2 separate regions of the Mus musculus genome follow, and region 2 is linked to region 1. A link is a contact called in public promoter capture Hi-C data. All regions are on one chromosome and are shown on one strand. The core of a region is the stretch at or near the end of the contact, and the rest is flanking DNA. Distances in the headings are between cores, read along the strand shown. Region 1 holds the start of Nsmaf (neutral sphingomyelinase (N-SMase) activation associated factor). Region 2 holds the start of Asph (aspartate-beta-hydroxylase).

Evidence for each region. Promoter capture Hi-C pulls out the DNA fragments that hold promoters and counts their contacts.
Region 2: a promoter capture Hi-C map of pre-B cells shows a contact between it and region 1. The contact joins the promoter of Asph here to the promoter of Nsmaf in region 1.

The regions. Positions count from the first base shown.
Region 1 is chr4:6,452,980-6,455,679 of GRCm38.p6, reverse strand. Nsmaf (neutral sphingomyelinase (N-SMase) activation associated factor) reads left to right here and starts at 1,409. Exons shown (of 31, transcript NM_010945.2): 1 at 1,409-1,695. The coding sequence starts at 1,637.
Region 2 is chr4:9,667,780-9,670,501 of GRCm38.p6, reverse strand. Asph (aspartate-beta-hydroxylase) reads left to right here and starts at 1,340. Exons shown (of 24, transcript NM_023066.3): 1 at 1,340-1,721. The coding sequence starts at 1,592.

The DNA.
Region 1 (2,700 bases), core at 160-2,659:
TCAAAGCTTGAGAGAACTCAGGACCTGGATAGAATTTGGCCAAGGAGAGACTCTGTCACTCTCCACCACTACCAGGACCACATCTTTCCTCAATGTTTAATGAAAAGAAAACTTAGATTCTGGTCTATTTTTTAATTACTTTATTCCAGCCAAATTAATTTCTCTCCTTTGAGTCCATAGCATCTACTATACTATTTGCCACACAGAAAATTTTCAGATGGTATCTTAGCCATTCTCATAATCTTATGTCATTGTGCACACATGCACACAAGCTCGTTCCCAAGGACCATTAGGGTAGTTACAGAGTCTGTGCAGCACTCGGATAAAAGGAAGAGATTCACTGACATAGGGTACTCAGGTCTCTTCAGTTATGACTTCCGATCTTCCCCCACATGCTGCCAGTGATGAAGGACAGCTAATTGTTGCCATTGTTGTGCTTTTTTTTCAACCCTGCAGAACTTGATTCTTAAGCCAACACTAGGAGTGTTTCAACACACACAACTTAGAGGCTTGTTATTTGAGAGTCCCTTAAAGGTAAGCAATATCCAGCGTATTCTCAGGGTATTGAGAAATCATAACCCCAATGAAATACGAGTCATAGTTGGCAGGACAGAATATAAAAGGTAAGTATTGTTGAAGGTAAGAACCTTTCTTTACTGCTAGTGGGAGTTAAATGGATACTTTGAAAGCACAGTAGCAGACTTTCAGAGTTCACAGATGGACTTATTAAAACAGTCTAGAAACTCCACCCTTTGATTTCGACTTCACTCAACAGAAATGAAAGCATTTACACACATAAACGGGTACGTGAATGCTTATAGCCAAAAGGTGGGAACACTGCTGTGCCTGGCAACTGTTGAATATATTAACAGGAATGCAGTGTGTGATACAATGGAATACACTTCCGTGATAAAAAGGAATAGAATGTTGACTTGTGCTATACCTCAGACGAACCTTGGAAGCATTGTGCTAAATGAAAGAAATCAGACACAAAGACCACATATTGTATGGATGTTTTTATTCTAGATGTCCAGGCTAGGCAAATTCACAGAGACAGAAAGTTAAGTACTGTTTTCTAGGGCAAAGGTTTGTGGAGATGCACCTAGGAGTAGTGATTGCTAAAAGGTAAAGGTTTCTTTTTGAGATAGTAAAAATATCCCATCACTGTGATAATAGTTGCAACCTAAATATGAATATTACTAAGAACCGCTACACCATACACGGGCGAAAAAAATAAAATAAAATCCCATCGATTATTTATTTCAAAGACTGAAATTTGGGACTAAACATCCAAAAACCTTGTTATTTCAAATCCCCGCCGCCAACGAACTGGGGGGCTCCCGGGCAGGTCTCAGGCTCACGTGGGAGGTATCCTCGCCGCAGCAGCGCTGCAGAGGTTAGTCGGGGCAGTGTAGGACGCGGCTCCCGCGGCCTCAGGTCACTGCGCGCCCCTCCTCCGGGCCTGAGTCACGGCGTCGCCCGAGTCCCCACGCGAGGATGCTGCGGTGAGCGCCGTCCGGACGCCGCGGGCCCTGGGGCGCAGCGTGGGGCTCCCGGCCGCCCGCCCGCCTGCCCGCCCGGTGCGGCCGCTCGGGACTGCTCGGGACAGTCGGCGGCCTGCGAGCCCTGGGCCTCCATGGCGTTCACCCGGAAGAGGCAGCGCGAGCAGCAGCTGCAGCTCTACTCCAAGGAGAGGTGCGCGGGGCGGGAGGCCGGGCCGGGCGGCAGCCGGGGACTCTCCTGCAGGCCGCGGCCGCCTCCGGGGCCGCAGAGCCGCGCGCGGGTGGGCCCGGCTGGCGGGGGCGCCTGGGGACGCGAAGGCAGGGCGGTCCCCGCGCCCGCCCGCCCGCCGTCCCACGCCGGCGTCTCCCCACCGACCCTCCGCGCCCTGCATGGGAGGCTGTTGGGGAAGCGCGTGCGGCGGGGCGGCCGCGGTCAGCCGCGGCCCAGGGAGGACGTGGGTAGAGCTCCGGCCTCCCTCAGATCCCGTCCCCGCACAGGAAAGCGCACTTCCGCCCCGTGGGTCCCTCCCAGGGCGGTTGGTTTTGTGACCCAGCTGTGGTTCCAGCGGGAACGCGGGCTACATTTTTGTTTGTTTGTTTTGAGATGCGGGTTTGTCTGTGGGAGCCGGGATCCGACGGTCACGTTGTTGCTGAGTGGATCCAGCGAAGCAGGCTATGCCAGGAAATGCAGGTGCAGCTTTTATTCTGGGTGCTCTGCGGAGGCTTCACCTGTAGCTATTGCTCAACCCGCCCTCTTCCCCAAGCCCCGCATCTCTCTCTAAGATGTAGTGGGCTGGCAGGGTGGTCCGCGCTGAAATTACCTTTCCACCTCCGGAATTTAAATGGAATTTCTTTGTCTGGCACCCGACGACTTGTTAAGACTTGTTGGTGCTCTGTGTTACATTGAAGAGCATTCAGATTAACATTTGAAATGTTTTAAACGCGTGGCCTGTCATGTTTCTAGGACTTAGTCATTTGTAACAATCCTGTGATAAACAGCGAAATCGGACAGGGGGTGTTTTGTCGTAGATTCTGACTTATTTTAATCGTCTTACGCTGCTCTGTAATGTTAGAGGAACTCGCTGCCCCGGTTATTTCCAGCAAATGCTGGTTTGTTTACATATTATGTACATATGTTCACAGTACTCCAAGGTAGGAGTGCTCCCAGCCCAAACATTTATCAGCTGCCAGCATCAAC
Region 2 (2,722 bases), core at 91-2,590, 3.2 Mb before region 1:
GCTCCTTTCTCTGTGATGACTCCAGCTTGTGCCACGTTGACACACAAAATCAGCCAGCACAAGGGATTAAAACATTTGTGGAAGCTAGTTAAGATTGAACCTTTAAAGCATCAACTCTATAATAGTGTTTTGTGAGTAATTAAAATTTTTTATCTTGGGGATGGAGAGTTATTTATCTATTGTAGTTTAGATATCAGCACCTTCCATTAAGTGATATGGATCAGATTTGCCTCTCTGCCTCCCCCCATTCCCATCATTGTTTCCTGCTGAAAGAATGTCCTTTGTGGGCAAGAAGTTGTGTTCAAAAGAGAGGACTCCTGGGTGCCGAGGAGGCTCAGAGATAAAGAAATGCAGTAAGAATGGACGGCAGCACCCACCTTCATGGCTGTGTGAAAACGATGCCCTCTTTTTCCCTGTTCTGTGAGGCTCTTGGGTTCCACTTTTTTCCCCGGGCGGTACCCAGTATTCACAGCTGACAAGGCAGAGGCCAGTGGACCCTAATGATGGTCAGTGGTGGTTGAGGAAACTGCAGTCTCAGAAGGGGTCGTCCCACAGCAGTGGCTCACTCTGGGTCTTCTACAAGGGGCTGCTTCCAAGAACTCCTGGAAGATCTCGACATTGACAGCAATGTATTAAATCACCACATACTTCATGTTTTTTTGTTACCCACAGACACCATGTGGGCAATTGGTAACAAATGATCATGGTCTCTGCTGGACCTTGGCTGGTTCATCCAGCTGTTGCCATTTTTCTTTTGAATATTCAGTTCTCAATCCCGACGCAGTACACTGCATAAGCATAGGAGATCAATGGCTGGGGACATGAAGAAATTCTAGGTATTAGTGTGATGAGAGTGTTGTGCATGGTTAAGAAAATAGGGTTTTTGAGTCATGTTAACATTTTAATGTCTTAACTAAAGGTTCTCCAAAACTACTGATGGCACAAATCCTTATTTTTGACACTGGAAGGCTCAACAATCACAGTGTACTGGCGGAACTGTGGCAAATCCTTTTCAAAGAGAGGGCTTGCACCCTTGGTCGTACTTAGGCACCGGAACCAAATTCCCAAGAAGCCAAGAGGTGGTGCGCAGCTCTCGGGCACCGCCCTCATACCCGCCCCATCCCGTTGGAGCCAGAACACCAACGCTCGCGAGAGTCCTGCCGGCTTCCACGTTTGCCACGTTCCAGAGGATCCAGGCAGACTAGAAAGCCACAAGCCGCTGGGGCTTTGCAGTCACTGCGCAGCAAAAGACAAGCTTTGGCCTGAGGAGGGCAGGCGCGCGTAGCCTGCCCCGCCCCCTGCCAGCGGTCCTCGGGATTGGCTCGTGTTGGCGTCTTTCAGATCTGGTGGGTGGGCAGAGGCTGGCGTGGGCGGGGCCGAGGCCGGGGGGAGCTGAGCGCTCTTGGCAGCCTAAGGAGTCGCAGGCTGGGCGCACGCGAGGCTAACCGCGCGGCTGCACGCTGGTGCAAGTCGTCCGAGGCGCAGCGAGCGCAGTGGACGCTAAGGCGCTGCTACAGGAGTCTCGAAGCCCCGGTGTCCCTAGTGCACTCAGCAAGGCCCCGGTTCTCTGCAGTCCCCGGAGCAGCTCGCGATGGCCCCGCGCAAGAACGCCAAGGGCGGCGGCGGCAACAGCAGCAGCAGCGGCAGCGGCAGCGGCTCGGGCAGCGGTAGCCCGAGCACGGGTAGCAGCGGTAGCAGCAGTAGCCCCGGGGCTCGGAGAGGTCAGAGTCCCCGCAGGCCAGGCCCTGGCTGCGGGCGGGAGCCGGGTGGGCGCTGCAGGTCTGGTCTGATCCTACGTCCGCCGCTCCTCTCCATCCTTAGCGAGGCTCCTGTGTGCGCGGGGCGAGGCCGCGCTCACCGGGCGGGGAGGCGGAGGAGCAGAGTCGGCCGGAGGGGGACCCCTAGCACCAGCCTGCCCGAGCATTGGCCGGCCCTTTCTTGCCTTTCCTGATGGAAGCTGGGTGTAGAGGGCCCTTTATCTTTTTGCAGTTTTCGGGGCGCTTGACCCTGAGCCAAAGTCAGAGAAAGTAAGTTTCAGCCTGGCCAGCAGCGTTGAGGAGCGGCTTGGAGGAGTGTATTCAAGGGCCGGGATGAGACTTGATGCTTCGTTCTTGCAAATTATTTTAAGGAGTTTTGTTTAGTTTTCTTAATATGTATTGCGTTTGCCTTTTAAAATACAAAGGGACATCATAAAGTACTATAGGGATTTTCTCTGTGCCTCCTTTTTCTTTTCTCAATAAAATAAAATAAAATCATAACCCCCCCCCCCCCAAAAAAAAAACCCAACCAAACAAAAAACCCAAAACCCACAAACAAAAAACCCTACTGGTTATTCACCTTTCTTCTCCATGTGCTTAGCCAGCAGAGTGGAGAACAGATGTTTTAAATCTGTTTCGTGTCAGATTTCACCGGTTCTCGGTTTCTCTTATATTTCCTTTGACTCATATTTAGAATATTGGAACTGGAACACACATGTGTATTGAATGTGAGCTCTCAATATCACTGGAAATGATTTAGATTCTATGCTTTGGTCTATGGGCAGCTCATTATTATATGTCATATATAGATTGGATGATTATGGTTTTATTAGTATATGTCAGGACGATAGATGAGCCAACTATGGTTTTTCTTCATAGCACTTGCTGTCTTCATGTATATTCTGTCTTCATGTATTGTCTTTGTTTCACTCTCTTCTATTCCCCATTATCAACTAGAATAGTTC